Regions from separate parts of the Mus musculus genome. Here region 2 is linked to region 1. The links are chromatin contacts, called in public HiChIP or PLAC-seq maps. All regions are on one chromosome and are shown on one strand. Each heading gives the region's core, a stretch centred on a gene start, on an enhancer-like site or on the middle of the called end of the contact. The rest is flanking DNA. Distances are from core to core; before and after follow the strand shown.

Region 1 (3,077 bases), core at 307-2,806:
TTACAGACTTGTACTGCAACACCCAATTTATGTGCTGCCAGAGAGCAGACCCAGAGATCACTGCACACTAGAGAGCACTCTACCAACCTGCCCAGGGTAGTGAGCTCCACCCCCTGGCCAGTGTTGGCACTTTCATCCCATTTTACAGATGAGGAAATGAGATGGTGAGGAAGGACGAATAGTCTGAAACTGCACCTGCTGGCCTCCACTGTGTAAGTGGCAGGAGCCTTTTCACTGAGAACAATCTGAATCGAGCAGTCACGTTCTATTGACTATGTCAGCTACAAACCTGACCTCCCTGCTTGGGGGTGGGGGATGGGGCAGACTTCATCATCTCAATAAACTGGAGGCCTTGAAGCATGCGCTCATCCTCTGCCTCTAGGCGGGACCATCAGCCTCTCCTATCCAGACACCGGTGGGGTGTGGTGACTACTGCATAGCAGGTATTGGTGGAGGGCAAACGCTGCTTCTTCCCCGTGGATGTGACACAGTCCTGGGAGGCAGGAACGCTCCTAGTAACTGAAGGACCCAGGAGGCTTGGGAGCTAGGAGATTTCCCAGGCCTTCAGCTGCTTCCTGAGTCTTTCAGTGCAGCACAGTCGCCCTTGGCTTCCCCTACACAGAAAGGGCCGGGCTCCTGCTGAGTTGGGGGTAGGGTGAATTTAGCCCAGAGGACCCAGACCCTCCACTGGCACTCAAGGTCCTGGCTGCAAAATCCCCAGCCACAGCCAAGACTATCACCTGACAACATCTGCTTCTCCCACCTCAATACCTCTCTCCCCCTACCCAGAACCTGCCGAGCTACCCCAGGAATAGGTCTATAGACCAGGGGCTTAATTAGGGAAGGGCTCTGCAACCTGAGTATCTGATAGGGAGGAACGCCTCTGAAGCAGAAGATAACCAGAAGAGGGAGGAGCTCTCCAAGGCCACACTTAAATAGTCCCCAGTTCAGGGCTGGTCTCACAGTCCAGAGGTGCTGCCTGGGCAAAGACCTTTCGGTAAAGGCCCCACCCCACCCCCACCTGCCTGAGGGAGGGGCTTCTGCATCCAAGGCCTCCAGCTCCAGGCTGAGGGAGGAGGCCTCTGGCTCTAAGAAGACATCCTGCTCTTTGGCATGGCCCACCAAGCATAGTACACTAGGAAGCACACAAGCAAGCTCTGGAACTCGGACAGGGCCCGTGGCCAGAGAAAGAGGCATGTGCCCTGAGATCGTTCCACTGTGGCCACCTCCTCCGACGGATAGATACAGCCAGGACAACACCAACAAAGCATACACAAGCCACCCCAGCCTACAGCCACCTCACCTACTGGCAGGACTGCAAGCCCACACAAAGTCTGCCAAGTGGCTGCACACACAGGAAGGCAGGTGTGTGTACGTACTACCCAGGGGCTTTCCTGAGCCTGGGGATAGGGACATGAGCCTGTCTCCCTCCAGAGCCACATTCACTTGTGCGCATGCGTGCAGACTCTCTTGGCAACATCCCCTATGGGGTGAGGCCTCAACCTGCCCCATTCCAGAGCAAGGGGCGGGGGTGGCGCACCCACAAGTGAACAGGCCTGACTCAGGGGAGAAGAATGAGGGGGGAGGGCACAGCTGGCCAGGTGGCCTTGCTCAGGGGCTGGCACCCTCTGGCCAACCCTCTGCTCCTGTCTCTTCTGCCCTTGGCCAGCTCTCCATCCAGGATTCAGGGTGTTTAGAGACTCTTGGTATCAACTCCACTTTATACAAATAAACAAGATGAAGAGGGGGTGAAAGGAGGCTTCTACACGGCAGAGGCAGAACGGACGGACGGACGGACGTGTCAGTAGATGCTCTTTCTGTAAAAGCAAGACAACAGAGGGACGCACGGAGCATCACTAACTCAGAAGGAGGTGCCCATGGGCAAGGTGAAGTCTGCTTTCTTACAAAGGAGAATGAGGAGACTCAGGGGAAAGAGACTTCCCTTGCTGAAGGTCACCCAACCAGGAAGTATCGGGTCCCCATTTAAATCTGGATCTCACATAAAATCACAGGGCTGTCCCAACTCTGTTAATGGGTAAAGGTAGTGGGAGCCTCCGCCCCTCCCTGACCAAAAAAAGGTTCACCCCACCCTGAAGATGAGAAATCTACTTCCTTTCTCCCCATGTCCAGCCCCACCTCAACAGAGGCAGAGCTGACAGGCCAGGCAGGTTCTAATGTAAATATTGGGGGGGCAGGCCGGGATCGCCTGGAGCGGAGGGGAGGATCCCATCCCAGGGGGTGCCTGCCCTAGGGGGACAGGCTGTAAGGCAGGGAGGAATCAGTACCATAACCTAAGGAGTTTCCAGGTCAGCATTTGCCCCAACAATGACATAGTAACCCCTTTAGGCCAGGGAATTCTGAATTTTTCAAGCCCTTTCCTTTGTTCCTTCTAAGCATGATTAGCCCCATTTTATGGATGCCAGAGAAGCAGCCAGCATGAATTGAGGGGGTTGGGGGAAGGGGTAAGAATCAGAAGAACTCAATCCCAGGCTTGAGGCAAACAAACCTGGTCTCCCACAGCCTCTGTCTGCCCTTCTGTGAAATAGGACTAATGTCTGCCTCACCTCAGCGCACCTGAGGACACTGGAGAAAGTCACTCAACTAGCCTGCGGAGTGATGACATCTATAATCTCAACACTTTAGACAGAGGCAGGAGGACTTCTACATGTTTGATCCTGTCTCAAAGAGATGGCTCTGTGGCTAAGAACACTGACTGCTCTTCCAGAGAACTGGGGTGCAGTACCCACATGGAGACTCACAACCATCTGTAACCCCAGACCCCAGAGGATCTTCTGGGGACACAATACACATAATGGTAAACAGACCTATACAAGCATGTCCCTGTCTACCTACAGTCAAAACACCCCTAAACATAAAATAAGTGAATTAATAATCTGAGAGACAGAGAGCAAGCTATGTTGAGGATGTGGCTCAAGGCTCTAAGAGTCTGGCCCAGCATGCATAAGAGGCTCTGGGTCTGACACACAACACTGTCCATAAAGAAAGAAAACAAACGCCAGGCATGGTGGCACACACCTTTAATCCCAGCACTCGGGAGGCAGAGGCAGGCAGATTTC
Region 2 (3,077 bases), core at 411-2,910, 160 kb after region 1:
ACTGGGGGTGGATGTGAGCCAGGGATTGTATACTTTTAGGGGGAAGAGCATGAGACTATTCAGGAGGGGATTGGCTGAAGGCTAAGGCTATCTGGACACCCCATCAGCGTGGAGAACTCCAAGTGCTATGCAAGGTAGTCACTATACATTATACAAGTGTAATGTGGTCCTCTCAGTTGGTGGTCGTGGTTATGAGTTCTAGAGCAGGTGATGGAGGCTGGGAGAGGGCAGCTCCACGCCTACTGTCTCGGATCTCTCGGATTTCCAGAGTTTGAGTACACTCCACTCAATCAGTTCTTATGCCCACCTGGTATCGCCATCCCACGTGCCCTGAACTATGATTTTGCTTCTTTACCAGGATTTTGATCCAGATTTATCTCCATTCATGCCAGTGTTTGGAGGACGGTGGGATGCCCTATGGGAAACAAAAACATTCTACAAGATGTAATAGGGAGATGACCCAGGTGGAGGTGACTTCCACAGCACAGCCTGGGTCAAGAGAGACACAGAATCTGACCTGAAATCACAAGCGTATAACAGAGTAAGAATCGCCTGTGAGAAGTTATGGTGGCTCAGGTGTGTGATGCCAGCACCCCAGAGGATGAGACAGAAGGATCTAGCACTGAATGTAAACCCAGGCTTCAAGCAAGGGTTGAAGAATGGCTCAGCAATTACGAGCACATTATTGCTCCTGCAGAAAACCCTAATTCAATTCCCAGCACCCAAATCCGGTAGCTTACAACTGCTCAATACTCTAGCTTCAGGGAGCTGACATCTCTCTAACCTCCTTGGGTACACAGACAGACAGACAGACAGACAGACAGACAGACACACACACACACACACACACACACACACGTAAGTAAGTAAATGAAAAAACAAAACAAAACAAAACAAAAAAAAAACCCAAAAGATTGCTGGGGAGGTGGCACATACTTTTCATCCCAGCACTTGAGAGGCAGAGGCAGGTGGATTTCTGAGTTTGAGACCAGCCTGGTCTACAAAGTGAGTTCCAGGCCAGCCAGGGCTACACAGAGAAACCCTGTCTCAAAGAAACAAAAACTAACTAACTAAATACTAAAAACAAAGAAGAGAAGAGGAGAGGAAAGGAGAGGAAAGAGAAGAGGGAGAGGAGAGGAGAGGAGAGGAGAGGAGAGGAGAGGAGAGGAGAGGAGAGAAGAGAAAGAGCCAACAGGAAATTTATGCCAGTGTTGGTTATTGTAAGCCAAGGGTTGGCAAATTACAGACCATGGCTCAACCCAGTCTCTCTAACATTGTTCTCTTTTTACATCTTTTGTAGGTTGAAAGCAACCAACAGAAGAATATTTCTGTGGCAACTGAAAGGTATCTATGGATTCAGATTTTGCTTTGAAAAACCAACCTATGGGAACACAGCTCTGTCAGTGGCTTTTTTCTCTCTCTGACCCAGTGCCTGACCAACAACACTAACTGGGGGAAGAAGGGTCTACTTTGCCTCACAGTTGGAAGAGATGCAGTTCACCCTGGTGGGCAGGCAGGGCAGCAGGAGGCACTGAAGCAGCTGGTGAGACTGTGGCTGCATCCGGAAGCAGAGAAAGAGGAATCCAGTGCTCAGCTCTGCCATTGTCTTCCTGACTCAGGCCAGGACCGGTCTGTGGGATGGCGACACCCTCCTAGACACACCCAAAGATCAAGACGGCAATGAAGATGAACTAAGACATCAACCATAGCTGCTCTATTGTATGTTACCTATGTGACTTCTGTGCAATTATGTCAGGGCTGAGTGGGTTACAACACAGGGTACACCCAGCCCCCTGGGCATTTATTACCTGGCCCTTTATGGAAAAGAAAAAGTGCGGGCCTCTGTTGTATGGGAAGGTTTTCAGAGTGCCAGTTAGCTCACTGGAGATGAGTTAACGGAGCATGTGAATAGCCACAGGGAAGGGCTTGCATGCACCGCAGCTCACTGTGGGTCCCTCCCACTGGCTGTAAGTGTGTGCTTGCATACCCCGAGCTGTGTGATTCCTTGGCCTTGTAAGTCCTGGAGGAGAGGCTGGCAGAGGGAAACCCTCCCTCCCTCCCCTCCCTTCAACTTTCCCCGGAGCCGGACTTGGCTCAGCCTTGGTGGTGATTTCAGTCACCTGCTGGTAACCTGGGCTTTACTCGACTCCCACCGTGCTATAAACTTCATAACATAGAATGTACAGCCGTTTCCTGTCAGCAGGCTTATGGTGATGCAGGTGGTGATGTGTGTGGTGTATGTAGATAGATGTGTTGTGGGCGTTGGGAGATGGGGTCAGTGCTCTAGGGTATTGGGGTTCCTCTATCACCTCTGCTTGTTTTCTCTGACACATCATCTATCGCTGACCAGGAGTACGCTTCTCTCTCTCTCTCTCTCTCTCTCTTTCTCTCTTTCCCCACCCCCTCTCTCCTAGCTAGCCTCAGAAATCCTCATTGTGTACATAGGTGCTTTACAGACCTGTTTTCACAAGGTCTCTGAAAACTAAACTCTGGTCCTTTTGCTGGTACTGCAAGCTCTCAGAACCACTGAGCCATCTCTCCAGACCTCACTTAAACCATTTAAAAATTATTATATTCAAACTGTGTGTGTGTGTGTGTGTGTGTGTGTGTGTGTGTGTGTGTGCAGTGCACACACAGAGATCAGAGGACAATTTGCAATTTGTGGGGTCAGTTCTTTCCTTCCTCACTAGTTAGGTCCTGGGGATTGAAATGTGGGTTTTGTTGTAATCCCAGACCTCAATGGTGGAAGAAATACATACATACATACATACATACATACATACATACTACATGCATGTATATTTCAAGCTCGTCCTTAGTTACATATCAAGTTCAAGGCCAGCATGGCCTTCAAGAACTCAGTCATCAAAAACTAAGAGGCTTTAATCTCAGCACTGGCAGAGGTAGGCAGGTTACTGTAGTTTGAGGCCAGCCTCATCTATATAGCAAGCTCCAGGCCAGCACAGTGAGACCCTATCTCAAAAAAACAAACAAAACAAAAAAAAAACCAAACAACAAAATTGGAGCCAGCAAGGCAGCTCAGTGGGTATGGACACCTAATACTAATTCTGAAGACC

What was found. HiChIP or PLAC-seq counts read pairs in DNA pulled down with a chosen protein or histone mark.
Region 2: a contact with region 1 is called in an H3K27ac HiChIP or PLAC-seq map of embryonic stem cells, with 11 read pairs. The contact joins two enhancer-like sites. A contact is called at or near these places in 1 of 484 Hi-C or Micro-C datasets (bone marrow-derived macrophages), 2 of 115 datasets of contacts at active chromatin or transcription factors (both in embryonic stem cells) and 2 of 9 other capture datasets (adipose tissue and liver).

The regions. Positions count from the first base shown.
Region 1 is chr4:129,230,750-129,233,826 of GRCm38.p6, forward strand. The region is part of intron 1 of C77080 (expressed sequence C77080); the gene reads right to left. Among named protein-coding and RNA genes, the nearest start is that of Gm12976, 7.1 kb to the right of the region's middle. Within about 2 kb of position 1,557, at least 117 of the 459 cell types and tissues checked have an H3K27ac peak or open chromatin away from gene starts, as enhancers often do. A contact at or near this core is called in embryonic stem cells, where this site is marked.
Region 2 is chr4:129,392,686-129,395,762 of GRCm38.p6, forward strand. It overlaps C330020E22Rik (RIKEN cDNA C330020E22 gene), which reads left to right. Exons shown (of 3, transcript NR_151530.1): 2 at 1,301-1,344; 3 at 1,430-3,077. Among named protein-coding and RNA genes, the nearest start is that of C330020E22Rik, 12 kb to the left of the region's middle. Within about 2 kb of position 1,661, at least 12 of the 459 cell types and tissues checked have an H3K27ac peak or open chromatin away from gene starts, as enhancers often do. A contact at or near this core is called in embryonic stem cells, where this site is marked.